2 separate regions of the Ovis aries genome follow, and region 1 is linked to region 2. A link is a contact called in public Hi-C data. All regions are on one chromosome and are shown on one strand. Each heading gives the region's core, a stretch centred on a gene start, on an enhancer-like site or on the middle of the called end of the contact. The rest is flanking DNA. Distances are from core to core; before and after follow the strand shown.

Evidence for each region. A called contact is a pair of places that touch in the nucleus more often than the background predicts.
Region 1: a contact with region 2 is called in a Hi-C map of mixed tissues, with 6 times the contacts expected there. The contact joins two enhancer-like sites. A contact is called at or near these places in 12 of 16 Hi-C or Micro-C datasets (blood, hypothalamus, liver and 6 more).

The regions. Positions count from the first base shown.
Region 1 is chr13:47,628,987-47,635,355 of ARS-UI_Ramb_v3.0, reverse strand. The region is part of intron 3 of SHLD1 (shieldin complex subunit 1); the gene reads right to left. Among named protein-coding and RNA genes, the nearest start is that of SHLD1, 27 kb to the right of the region's middle. Within about 2 kb of position 2,420, at least 4 of the 54 cell types and tissues checked have an H3K27ac peak or open chromatin away from gene starts, as enhancers often do.
Region 2 is chr13:47,384,210-47,390,494 of ARS-UI_Ramb_v3.0, reverse strand. No RefSeq gene overlaps it. Among named protein-coding and RNA genes, the nearest start is that of GPCPD1, 80 kb to the left of the region's middle. Within about 2 kb of position 3,179, at least 6 of the 54 cell types and tissues checked have an H3K27ac peak or open chromatin away from gene starts, as enhancers often do.

The sequences.
Region 1 (6,369 bases), core at 1,171-3,670, 250 kb before region 2:
CAGTTTCTCTGTCTCCTCATCAGCATTTGGTACTGTCATTATTTTCTATCTTAGCATTCAGATAGGCATCATTATGGTTTTAATTTATATTTCCCTGTGGCAAATGATGTTGAACATATTTTTCACATCAGAGAAATGTCTCTTTTGTCCATTTTGTAATTGGGTTTTTTTTTTTCTGTTGAGTTTTGAGAGTTTTTTAATGTACTCTAGAGATAGTACTCCTTTGTCAGGTATTAAACTTGCAAATACTTTCTCCCTGTGTGTTTCTTATCTTTTCATCCCCTTCATATGGACTTTCACAGAGCAAAAGCTTTTAACTTCAATGAGGTTCAACTCATCAAAATTTTTGGCTATTGTATTTTCATTCTACCATTTATATTTGCTTATTTTTCTAATTGTTTGCTAAGATTTTCTATTTTTCATTTATTTCCAGAGAACTTGTAATTGATTGTCAAGCATTTTTATGTTGGTTAATTTAAAGCCCTTGTCATTTAATACCAAATCTGTGATTCATCTCACTGTTGGTGTGTCGTTGTGCCTTTTCAGCTCTTGGTATGTATGACAGGTGATTTGGGGTTGTATCCTGAACATTCTGTCTGTTATGTTTAAAGAATATTTTTTAGAGAAGCCTCCATTTCCTTCTTCGGGGGATCTTCCTGACCAAGGGATTGAACCCTGGTCTCCTGCATTGCAGGCAGATTCTTTACTGTCTGAGCCACCAGGGAAGCCCTAGGGAATCTTGGTCTGATTTCAAAATCCTTCATTTTAGCAGACAACCCTTTTCTTTAGGTTCAGCATGCAGGTTCTGGCCTGCTTTCTGTGGGCTGTGATCTGATTTTCAGATTCTGCATTTCATTTTGGTTTGTCTGGTGCTGCTGAGGACACTACAGGTGCCTGCCAGTATTGTCTGAGGGCCTGGCCTGGCCTACGGGTGTTCCTTGGCAGGGGGAGATCTCAAGCCCTGTGGCAGGCTTCCCAGGCAGGCTGCTTATGGAGGTAGGGTTCCCCTTTCCAGTGCCCCCTTCTTTACTGCTCTCCAGCTGCTCCAGTGAATGTGGGTGAAGGAGGGGAGTCTCAAGCCCATGAAGATAAAGAGACTTCCCAGGCTAGGTCACTTACAGTGCTAGCAGAACCCCTGTTTATGCCTCCTGGATGCCTAGGTCTGGCTTAGTAGGGGAGGGGCATCTTGCGCCCAGTGGAGTAGAGTGCTTGTCTTGGTTATTTACTGTTATGGGTCCCCTATAGATGACCCCTTGCTGGGAGCTGGGTTTTCCTGATACTTTTGGATGGACAATGAGTCAATTGTGGGGAGAGAAGATCCTATGTGACCCCTTCCTGTTGCTTGATGTAGGTCAGGGTGTACCCATCCTGGCACCTTCTCTATGCTGCTCCCTCAGTCTTAGGACCCCCAGACCAATTCATCCTCTTCTTACCACTGCAAATGCTCTCCATTGGTTGTCACTTGCATTTCCAGGGTTTATAATTATAGTTAGCAGAGAAAAGCAGGAAGAAATGGATCTACACTATTTTGTCAGATTACAGTTTTTAAATTTCTTACCCTTTATTGCTTCTATAATTTCATCAACAAGGTATACTTAAATCCTTTGATTTTATCATTTCAGAAAAAGACACAACTTTAACCTGGCAAATGTGCAAAACAAAACAAAAAATCAGATAGCGTTCTTTGTATTTGTATTCTACCCTGAGAATAATCAAGACATGTGAAAAGATGCACTAACTAGGCCTAATTAACAAGTTAGCTTCTTCTCAGACTTCAAATGAGTAAAATGATCTCTAACAACTTTGTTTCAAGGTGAAAAAAACTGCAAATAATGAATTACAAAAGCATGCAAATAACTGCAAAGAATGAATTACAAAGGTTTACAAAGGCTTGGAAGATCCCATGGACGAAGGAGCCTGGTGGGTTACAGTCCATGGTGTCGGGAGCAGTCGGACACGACTGAGCGACTTCACTTTCACTTTTTACTTTCATGCATTGGAGAAGGAAATGGCAACCCACTGCAGTGTTCTTGCCTGGAGAATCCCAGGGATGGGGAGGCCTGGCGGGCTGCCGTCTATGGGGTCGCACAGAGTCGGACATGACTGAAGCGACATAGCAGCAGCAGCAGCAACATATGGATACTGTGTGTGCATGCTAAGTTGCTCTGGTTGTGTCCAGCTCTTTGTGAGGCCACAGACTGTAGCCTGCCAGGCTTCTCTGAGGCAAGAATACTGGAGTGGGTGGGGTGCCCTCCTCCAGGGATCTTCCCGACCCAGGGATCAAACTCTGGTCTCTTTATGTCTACCTGCATTGACAGGTAGGTTATTTATATATGGTATATTTAAATTCTTTTCCTCTGCAAGGGTCAGAAACATAATAAAATAGCCACTAGAGGGCAGAAGACTCAAACTCTGCCCCACAGCAAGAGTTTGCTGGGCAAACTGCCAAACTCTAGAACCAGAGCGGCTGCTTAAACCTTACTGGCTAAAACACATGGGATACTACTTTAACCCATTCTTCACCAAACTCTACTTCCAAAATGGCATTGGCCATGGATAACTTCCTTGTCTTTGTATCTATATTGTGCATAACATGCCCTAATGTTTCCCAAAAAGTTCTTTGTAACTGGACATAACAATTACTGAATATATTGTAGAGAAACACAGCTAAACTTCTTTCCTTTTTTTGTTTTTAGAATTTAAATTTTCCACTTGTATTATTTTGTAAGCAGGAAAAAACTCACAATACTATAACATATACTTTCTCAAAAAACAAAAAAGAATGCAGTTTTCTTAAGAAAAGAGCTTTAAAAGGCAGTCATTAGGAATATCCTTAAAACTATAACCTCATGTACTACAACTAGATCTTTGCTGAAAAAATATGAAGGAAACAACTCTACTTGAAACATACTTCATGATGGGAAAATGTGGTGATAATTCTCTACTCTCAGTAGCATTACATCTCCTCACAGATGTTCTGTTTCCATGTGATTTTCTTACCAAAAAATAAAAGGAAAAAAGAAAAAGACTGGGGGCTTTAGAGAGAGACCAGTTTGGGCTAATCTGAATACTTTCTCTCTCTCTTTTTTTTTTTTTTTTACCATGCCTTGGGGCTTGCAGGGTCTTAGTTCTCTGACTAGGGATTGAACCCGAGCCCTCAGCAGTGAAAGCCCAGAATCCTAACCACTAGGACACCAGGGAACTTCTTGAACACTTTTCAAATCAGAGTTGGGCAAATCTGCAGGACTTACATGAGAATGCATGCTATTTAACATAGACTATTTCTTGTCCTACAGCACCCATAAGCTCAGTCCCAGCTTAAATTTGACAGTAAAGTTATAAACTGCTGGTCGAGGTACTGTGATACTTAATATCTATTTTAAAAACTTGTCAAATTTCACTTAATGTGTTGTTCACTTATTCAGCCAGCCTCCACTGAGGAGGCTCCACCTACTGTGTGCCAGTCACTGTGCTTTAGACCAAGCAGAGAGCTAAATCAGGAACCCAGAGCGGCAAGCATCAGAGTCCCAGGAATGAATTAAAGCACATTTATCCTTAACACTTATGTTCCAATAAGCTGTGTTCTTATAACTTTGAGCATATTAGCAAAACCCAGCTCTATCAAAATCTCCAAGGAGCTTATGGGTCAGGAAAGAAAGGGCACTCAGCAAAAAAAAAAATATATATATATATATATATATATATATATGATTTATAGCTTCAAAGGGCAAAGAGCCAAGAATACGAAGTGTTCCATAGCCAGATAAGAAAATTTTTCTGTTCAGACAGAGCTATCAAGAATTCCATCCATCCCAGCAAAGTTAAAAATTCCGGCTTTGTTTTCCTTCGATTTTAACATAAGAAGGTGGATCTATCCTTGTGTAAGAAATTTATTCAAAAAGGCAATGCTTTCTTTCTGACTGGTCTACAGATAGAGCTTCTTCAACAATGGAAAGATGAGAGACTGACAAGGGAACTCAGCGGCCAGTGGGCACAATGCTGGTCAACAAACCAGAGTCCCAGTGGCCTGAGAGAGTGCTGAGACTGCTGTGAAGATACTGCTGTGAAGCCTCTTAGCAGAAAGAGGCTCACACGGACTGTGCAAAAGATGTAACCGCAAATATTTAAGACAAAATTACTTAGTAGTTATTCACATCTTGATGTCGGCATTTCTTTAAAGCTCTACCTTAAAGTCAACATGACCCAGATTTGAGTCTCAGTTTAAAGGCAGAGGAACCAGAGATTAAATTGCCAGCACCGCTGGATCATCGAAAAAGCAAGAGAGTTCCAGAAAAACATCTACTTCTGCTTTATTGACTATCCCAAAGCCTTTGACTGTGTGGATCACAAGAAACTGGAAAATTCTGAAAGATGGGAATACCAGACCACCTGACCTGCCTCTTCAGAAATCTGTATGTAGGTCAGGAAGCAACAGTTAGAACTGGACATGGAACAACAGACTGTTTCCAAATAGGAAAAGGAGTACATCAAGGCTGTATATTGTCACCCTGCTTATTTAACTTCTATGCAGAGTACATCATGAGAAACGCTGGGCTGGATGAAGCATAAGCTGGAATCAAGATTGCCGGGAGAAATATCAATAACCTCAGATATGCAGATGACATCACCTTTACGGCAGAAAGTGAGGAAGAACTAAAGAACCTCTTGTTGAAAGTCAAAGAGGAGAGTGAAAAAGTTGGCTTAAAGCTCAACATTCAGAAAACTAAGATCATGGCATCCAGTCCCATCACTTCATGGCAAATAGATGAGGAAACAATGGAAAGAGTGGTGGACTTTATTTTGGGGGGCTCCAAAATCACTGCAGATGGTGATTGCAGCCATGAAATGCTGAGTGCCGAAGAACTGATGCTTTTGAACTGTGTTGGAGAAGACTCTGGGTCCCTTGGACTACAAGGAGATCCAACCAGTCCATCCTAAAGGAGATCAGTCCTGAGTGTTCATTGGAAAGACTGATGTTGAAGCTGAAACTCCAATACTTTGGCCACCTGATGCAAAGAGCTGACTCATCTGAAAAGACCCTGATACTGGGAAAGACTGAAGGCAGGAGAAGAGGATGACAGAGGATAAGATGGTCGAATGGCATCACCGACGCAATGGACATGAGTTTGAGTAAACTCTGGCAGTTGGTGATGGATAGGGAAGCCTGCCGTGCTGCAGTCCATGGGGTCACAAAGAGTCGGATACAACTGAGCAACTGAACTGAACTGAACTTTCCATATTTTGGGGGGTAACATATTAATATGTTACATACTGACCTTTCTATGACTCTGTTTTCTTATGGGTAACACAGAGATCATAACAGTTTCTATTTCTTGGGGTAGTTCTGAGAATCAGAAGGAACCAAGCATGTATAATGCATAGCACAGTGCCTAGAATGCAAGTGTAAATAAATGATAAACTATTGATCTTCCTGTCTCCTTTTAATTGTATACAGTCTTCTCTGTTCTACAAATACATGACGATGAATGCAACTAGTGATAGTGTATGTTCGTTTCCACTGAGTTGTTTCCTCAAACTGTAGGAAGACACAGCTGAGTGACAAGTCATGAATGAACATTCACCTGGAAAAGCCCCTGAAGAGAGCTATGCGTCAGACCATGGGGCCACTTATGTATGGCTGAACTGAAGATATAAATGCAGGATCAAGGCCTGTTTTTTATAACTGTAACTGCAGACAGAGTGCACATAAGTAAACAAATCTCTTCTCCCCTGCAAATGACCTTGACACTCAAAAGTAAAGATGTTGAGAGATGGCACAGATCATAAACAGCATTCTTGAGCCTTAAAAATAATTCTATTAATACTCAATTATCATTTCTACTGACTGTTTAGCATCTACAATTTAGCAAGTTAAAATACAAAACTATATCTTTTTATTTTAAAAAAAGAGAGATAGAAAAGTCAGTTGAAGTAGCTTCTATGAGGGTCACCAAGGAAATAGGAGTTGCCCAGTCACTATGTGACTTTGGGTGACTTTCTTCATTATCCTGGGGTTCAGTTCCCCTTACAGAAAACAAGACAACTAGGGGAGCTTGGTGGGTTTTTTCTTTCTTTATATATATTATTTGGCTCCACTGGGCCTTAGTAGTGGCATGCAGGATCTTCAGTCTTCATTGTGGCATGCAGGATCTTTAGATGCAGCATGTAAACTCTTAGTTGCAGCCTGTGGGATCTAATCCCCTGATCAAAACTGGGCCCCCGACATTGGGAGCTCGGAGTCTTAGCCACTGGACCACCGGGAAGTCCCAAGCTTTGTGATTTTCAAATCTTTTGTTGGTCCTGACATCTTTCTTCCAATGAATGATTATGTGGAAGCTGATACGGATGAGCAGAAGTGGAGAGTCCAGG
Region 2 (6,285 bases), core at 1,930-4,429:
CAATTTGCTGGCATATTGAGTGCAGCACTTTCACAGCATCATCTTTCAGGATTTGAAATAGCTCAATTGAAATTCCATCACCTCCACTAGCTTTGTTCATAGTGATGCTTTCTAAGACCCACTTGACTTCCATGAATCTAAATATGAGATGCACGGAACTATACACACATTGTACCAATGTCAATTTCCTGATTTTGATATTTATACAATAATTACTTAAGACATAATCATTGGGGGAAACTAGGTGAAAGGTATGAGAGAATTCTCTATTTTCTTTGCAAAGTCCTGTGAAATTTTAATTATTTCAAAATAAAAAGTTTAAAATGTACATATATAGAATGTAAAATGTCCATGCCACTTTACATTTTACAACTTCATTTTTAATGGTGACTGAAACGCTGGGCTGGAAGAAGCACAAGCTGGAATCAAGATTGCTGGGAGAAATATCAATAACCTCAGATATGTAGATGACATCACCCTTATGGCAGAAAGTTAAGAGGAACTAAAAAGCCTCTTGATGAAAGTGAAAGAGGAGAGTGAAAATGTTGGCTTAAAGCTCAACATTCAGAAAACGAAGATCATGACATCTGGTCCCATGACTTCATGGGAAATAGATGGAGAAACAGTGGAAACAGTGTCAGTTTTTATTTTGGGGGGCTCCAAAATCACTGCAGATGGTGATTGCAGCCATGAAATTAAAAGATGCTTACTGCCTGGCAGGAAAGTTATGACCAACCTGGATAGCCTATTGCAAAGCAGAGACATTACGTTGCCGACTAAGGTCCGTCTAGTCAAGGCTATGGTTTTTCCAGTGGTCATGTATGGATGTGAAAGCTGGACTGTGAAGAAAGCTGAGTGCCGAAGAATTGATGCGTTTGAACTGTGGTGTTGGAGAAGACTCTTGAGAGTCCCTTGGATTGCAAGGAGATCCAACCAGTCCATTCTAAAGGAAATCAGTCCTGGGTGTTCGTTGGAAGGACTGACACTGAAGCTGAAACTCCAATACTTTGGCCACCTCATGAGAAGAGTTGACTCATTGGAAAAGAGCCTGATGCGGGGAGGGATTGGGGGCAGGAGGAGAAGGGGACGACAGAGGATGAGATGTCTGGATGGCATCACTGACTCGATGGATGTGAGCCTGAGTGAACTCCGGGAGTTGATGATAGACTGGGAGGCCTGGCGTGCTGCAATTCATGGGGTCGCAAAGAGTCAGATATGACTGAGCCACCGAACTGACTGAACTGAGGGACTCTGACACTTCTGATCATTATTTAAAACATTCTGAGTGTACTGCTATCTTTTAAATGGCTTAGTAGTAGCAGTAGCCAACAACTTATCCTGGGAAAAGTGGGTTATGAGTGAACCTCTGAGGAGAAGTCTAAGTCCTACATTTTGAGAGAGGAGTTCCCCATGGTCTCAGTAACTGTTCTTAGGGGCTCTGAATGACTCAGATCAGCTTTTTTCCTGCCCTTTTCCAAAAATTTTGATTATACTTATTCAAGGATAAAAATTGAGGACTGCCTCCTTCTACCTGGTAATGCATTCTTTTTCAGTCTTTGCTGATATCAGTTACCAAAACACCAGTAATTCTAGAGGTATGGAGGAAAACATCTGTCTTTGTCTCTCTCTTGTCTCTTAATGCTTTCCTTTTCTTATTCATTGAATTAATGTCCAACGTCATGGCTGCTGACTAAATGTCACTGAGTCAAACCTGCTTCTCTGAGCCGAGGTGGTGTCTGTTGTCTTTGCTGCTAGAGAGAGTGGCCACTCAGCACTGTCCAAAGTAGCTGTGTCTGTCTCCTACTGAACCAGCTGGAGGCCATTGTCTGTCTTCCTGGAAGCCAATTCCAGGAAAAGAAGGTTCTGTGCAGCTTAGCAAGTACCATTGTCTTTTGTAGGGCAGAAAAGGGCTGGTTGCATTTCTCGTGCAACACACACCTTTCCAGCTCTGTGCCATATCAGATCCCATGCCATGCTGAGGACTAATGTTGGATGTGGGCCAGTCCTTGCTCAGCACATGCTTTGTGTCACCTGTGGTAATGACTGATAGTAGCAGTCTGGTCAGATATCAGAGATGCCCAATGCCATGAAAATTGTTTTTGTTTGTTTGACGGATTTAAGGCAACTCAGGTTCACATGCACAAAAAACAACTGGATCAAAAAGAAGTAAGCATGCATTAATTCCCTAGCATCAAGTAAAGCAGGCCTAAAATGCAGAATTTTCTATAGATGATTACAACATCACAATGAATTCAGAAGCTTGTTTACCTGGATTTTCTTTTTTCTTTGGTGGTTTTTTTTTTTTTTTTAAACAATGTTCACATGTGACAGAAAATTCAAACATATAAATTTTATATTAGACAGCAGTTTGGAATTGTAATTCCAGATATTTTTCTCTGCTTCGTTAATGATATTCCCTGACAACTGTTCTGCCTCATGGCCTTAGGCAAGAGGGCAAGTCAGGGACACTGGAAAAGAAGCAGCAGGGGACATCCCATCCCAACAAGAAAGAGAAGTTAGAGGAAGCACTTCCAAGCCAGCCACATGTGGGAAAATAAAGAGAGGAGGAGTGAGTAGGTGAGATTCCAGAGTTCTTGGAATCCCATTTCCTTCCCTTGAGGCAGAATTGGGAGGGTTGCTGAACAAGCCCCCTGATAAGCAGGGAGGACTGTGGAACATTAGTGCTGCATCACTGCACATACACGGGATTGAGGCAGGTGCAGCAGGGGACTTGGTGAAAGCAGGGGTTTCATTAGACAACCTGGGCTACACTGACTGCTGAGGACAGAGTGAGCTCCTGGGTGCTGCACAGGCCTGCCCTGTTATTGCTTTATGTTTATTAAGTGTTGTATTCTTCATAGCCACCCAGTGAGGCAGGTACCATTATTTCTCCAGTTGTCCAGAGGAGAGACTGCTGTCAATCAGGAGAAAAGTAATGAAGTTCTCAACACCAGCATTAGCAGGAGTGACGGGGGTAGAGGGGAACTTCAGATCTGGAAGATAGTGAGCAGAGGAAGCTGTAGGCCTCAGTTGCTGTGTGCAGGCCTTGACTGCATGGTGTGACGGAAAGGGAGGTGTCCGTCATGACTCCTAGGTTTCTGTCTTGAGTAACTGGGTGAATAATCCTGCCATGTGCTGACATGAGGACATATACTGATTTTCCCTTTGGGACGGTCTGGTCTGAGGTGTCTGGGCAACACCCAACAGGAAAGTCCCATGAGCAGCTGGATATATTGGTCTGGGCCTGAGCAAGATGTCAGGTGGAGAATTCAGAGTCATCATCATATAAATCTGCCTGCTTACATACACACACAACCCAGGAAAGTTCTTTAACTCATTGTTACACAGTCAGAAATTTCAGTAGCAGTTAATTAGTGTCCTAGGCCTATTTTTAAAATGCAAAATCTTCAGGACAAAGTTTCCATAGTGCCTACTATGGAATTCTGGAGCCAAAGGGAAGATGTTACATTAAAAAAGCGTTCTCTAGGTAAAAGGTTAGGGACATGTTAGGTCAGAAATTCTGACCAAGAGCATATTGGAAGCTCTGGAGAATTAGTAATAAAGAAATATGTCTAACTTAAAATTTCTTGTCTATGCACTCATTCTGGGAAATGCTCTAGTAAGATTTTGATCCAATCAGTGACTTACATCTCAGTGTGGATTAATTTCTGATTCAAGTATTGAGGGAGTGGATGTTCTGATTGGCTAGGAGTACAGGCAGATAATTTTGGAATACAGGATGCATGGGTCTTATCTTGCCCCCTATACAGCACAATGTTATGGGGACAAGAGCCCAAGGAAATAGATACAGGATTTAGAGGAAGGTTGCTGCTGCTAAGTCGCTTCAGTCGTGTCCAACTCTGTGCAACCCCATAGATGGCAGCCCACCAGGCTCCCCTGTCCCTGGGATTCTCCAGGTAAGAACACTGGAGTGGGTTGCCATTTCCTTCTCCAATGCAGGAAAGTGAAAAGTGAAAAGTGAAATTGAAGTCGCTCAGTCGTGCCCAACTCTTGGTGACCCCATGAACTGCAGCCTACCAGGCTCCTCCGTCCATGGGATTTTCCAGGCAAGAATATTGGAGTGGGTTGCCATTGCCTTCTCCGAGAGGAGGGTTGAGATGATGCCAAAGAGAAGAGAAACAAATAACACTTTGGCCCCATACCAGGGAAGGACAAGTTTCTTGACTTCCTCTTCTCTCTTCCCTCTGTGACAGGAAATCCAGACTATGGCCCACAGTTCAGCATGCATGTATGTTGTGTTGGCCTGGGATCCTGAACACAAAGTTCCCTCCCCTTCCATCTGTAAACCCACCCAACCTCTGGGCAGATTTCTCTGTACTATGTGGCCTGATCTTCCAGGCCAGCTATGTCTCTGCTCCAGGGCACTGAGTAGCTAGCAGAAGAGCAGGCTAGAACTTTCTGGCCATCACCCCACCTATAGCACTTGAGACATTGCCTTGTACTTCTGCTTTACGTGCCCTTTGTCTTAGTCTGTTCAGGCTGCCATGACAAAACACTACACACAGAGGCAGCATAAATAATAGAAATTGATTTTGCACAGTTCTGGAGGCTGGAAATTCAAGATCAGAGCGCCAGCACTGTCAGTTCCTGGTGAAGACTCTCTTCCTGGCTTGCAGATGGCCACCTTCTCTCTGGGTCCTCAGCCTTTTCTGGGTGTGTGCTCTTGGAGATGGAATGAGCTTCTTTTCTTATAAGAACACCAACCCTATGGCGGGCATCTCACCCTCATGACCTCATCCAAACTTAATTACTCCCCAAAGGTCCCATCTCCAAATACTATCCCATTGAGGGCTAGGTCTTCAACATATAGTTTTGGGGGCCACAATTTAGTACCTAACACCCTTCTCTTCACCAGGACAGAATTTAACCTTAACACTTGGTTCAGAGCCTAGCACTCATTAGGCCCCAAGTGATACATGGACAAATAAATTAATATGACCGAAATATAACACCTCATATCTGTTCCCTGTCAGAGGAGTGGAGTCAGGGCCCACGTGCTCCTGAACGCCTGGAGTGGGCCCCAGAGAACTTGGCAAGGTTGAGTGAGGGAGTGAGGGCCCCAGAGAACTTGGCAAGGCTGAGTGAGGGAGTGAGGGCTCTTTTCCAGGCTTCTCAGAAAACTACCTCTTAGTGTTGAATGAATGGTACATTATGAGATACAATCTCATTTTGTTTCTTATCTTCAAAATGACGGAAAACAACAACATTCTGTAAAGGAATTACCCTTCAATTAAAAAATAAATGAATTTTTAAAATGTCTTTTTAATCTGCAACTTCATTTCTTTAAGGAAATTTAGAGTATAGATAAGCAAAAATGTACAAAAATAAAAGTAAAGGCCACAATAATCCCCGAGAGGTGACACTGATCTGGTTAGGCTATTTCAGGCCTTTCTCTGAACAGAAGCATGTATATATATGCTCACATAGTATGTATGGCTTGTAATCTGCCTATTTCCACTGAATTTCACGTTTCAGGAATAACTGCACTGCTCCAGTAGACTTATCAGCATCATTTAAAAGGGCTGCTTGGTACCTGGTCTTTGTTGCTCAAGGAGAGCAGGGATGTTGCCCCAGTGTATGAAGGTCGCGGCTCTCCCTTCATTCCCCTCCCAGTACTGGGTGTGCACTTGGTGAGAAACTAAGCAAGCTCTGGGGAGGCAGCCCGGGGAATCGGGCAACTGACAGAGTGAGTCTCTTCACCTACGGATACTTTGTCTGAACTCCCTGAGGGCCTTGGTCTAACCTCTAGCCAGTTAGAAACCCTGTGGGTGAGGGAGACACTTCCGTTTGGATTCTCCTTAAACATGAAGGGGAGGTGAGATGGTTAGGACAAACTTAAAGGTCCAGACACCTTCTGCTTATACTCAGAGGACTGTCTTTAGCTCCTGCTTCTGCAAAGAAGACACTGTTTATGCATTCATTCATTTATTCCACAAACCGTTCCTACGATGGTGGAGGCGACACAGACTAAACACAGCTCATCTATATTTTAAGGGTCCTTGGCCATCATCACAGTGTAAAGCGGAGATGCCTCAGGTATAGTGAGGGCCCTTCCCCTCATGAGATGGGATGCTTCACCAACTGCCTTTTTTTTAAACAGTTATTTATTTGGCTGCGTCAGGTCTTAGTTTTGGCTCTCGGGCTTAGTCGCCCTACAGTATATCGTATCTTATTTCCCTGACCAGGGATCAAACCCGTGTCCCCTGCATTGGAAGAAGGATTCTTAACCACTGGACATTCAGGGAAAGCCCCCAGCTGCCTTTT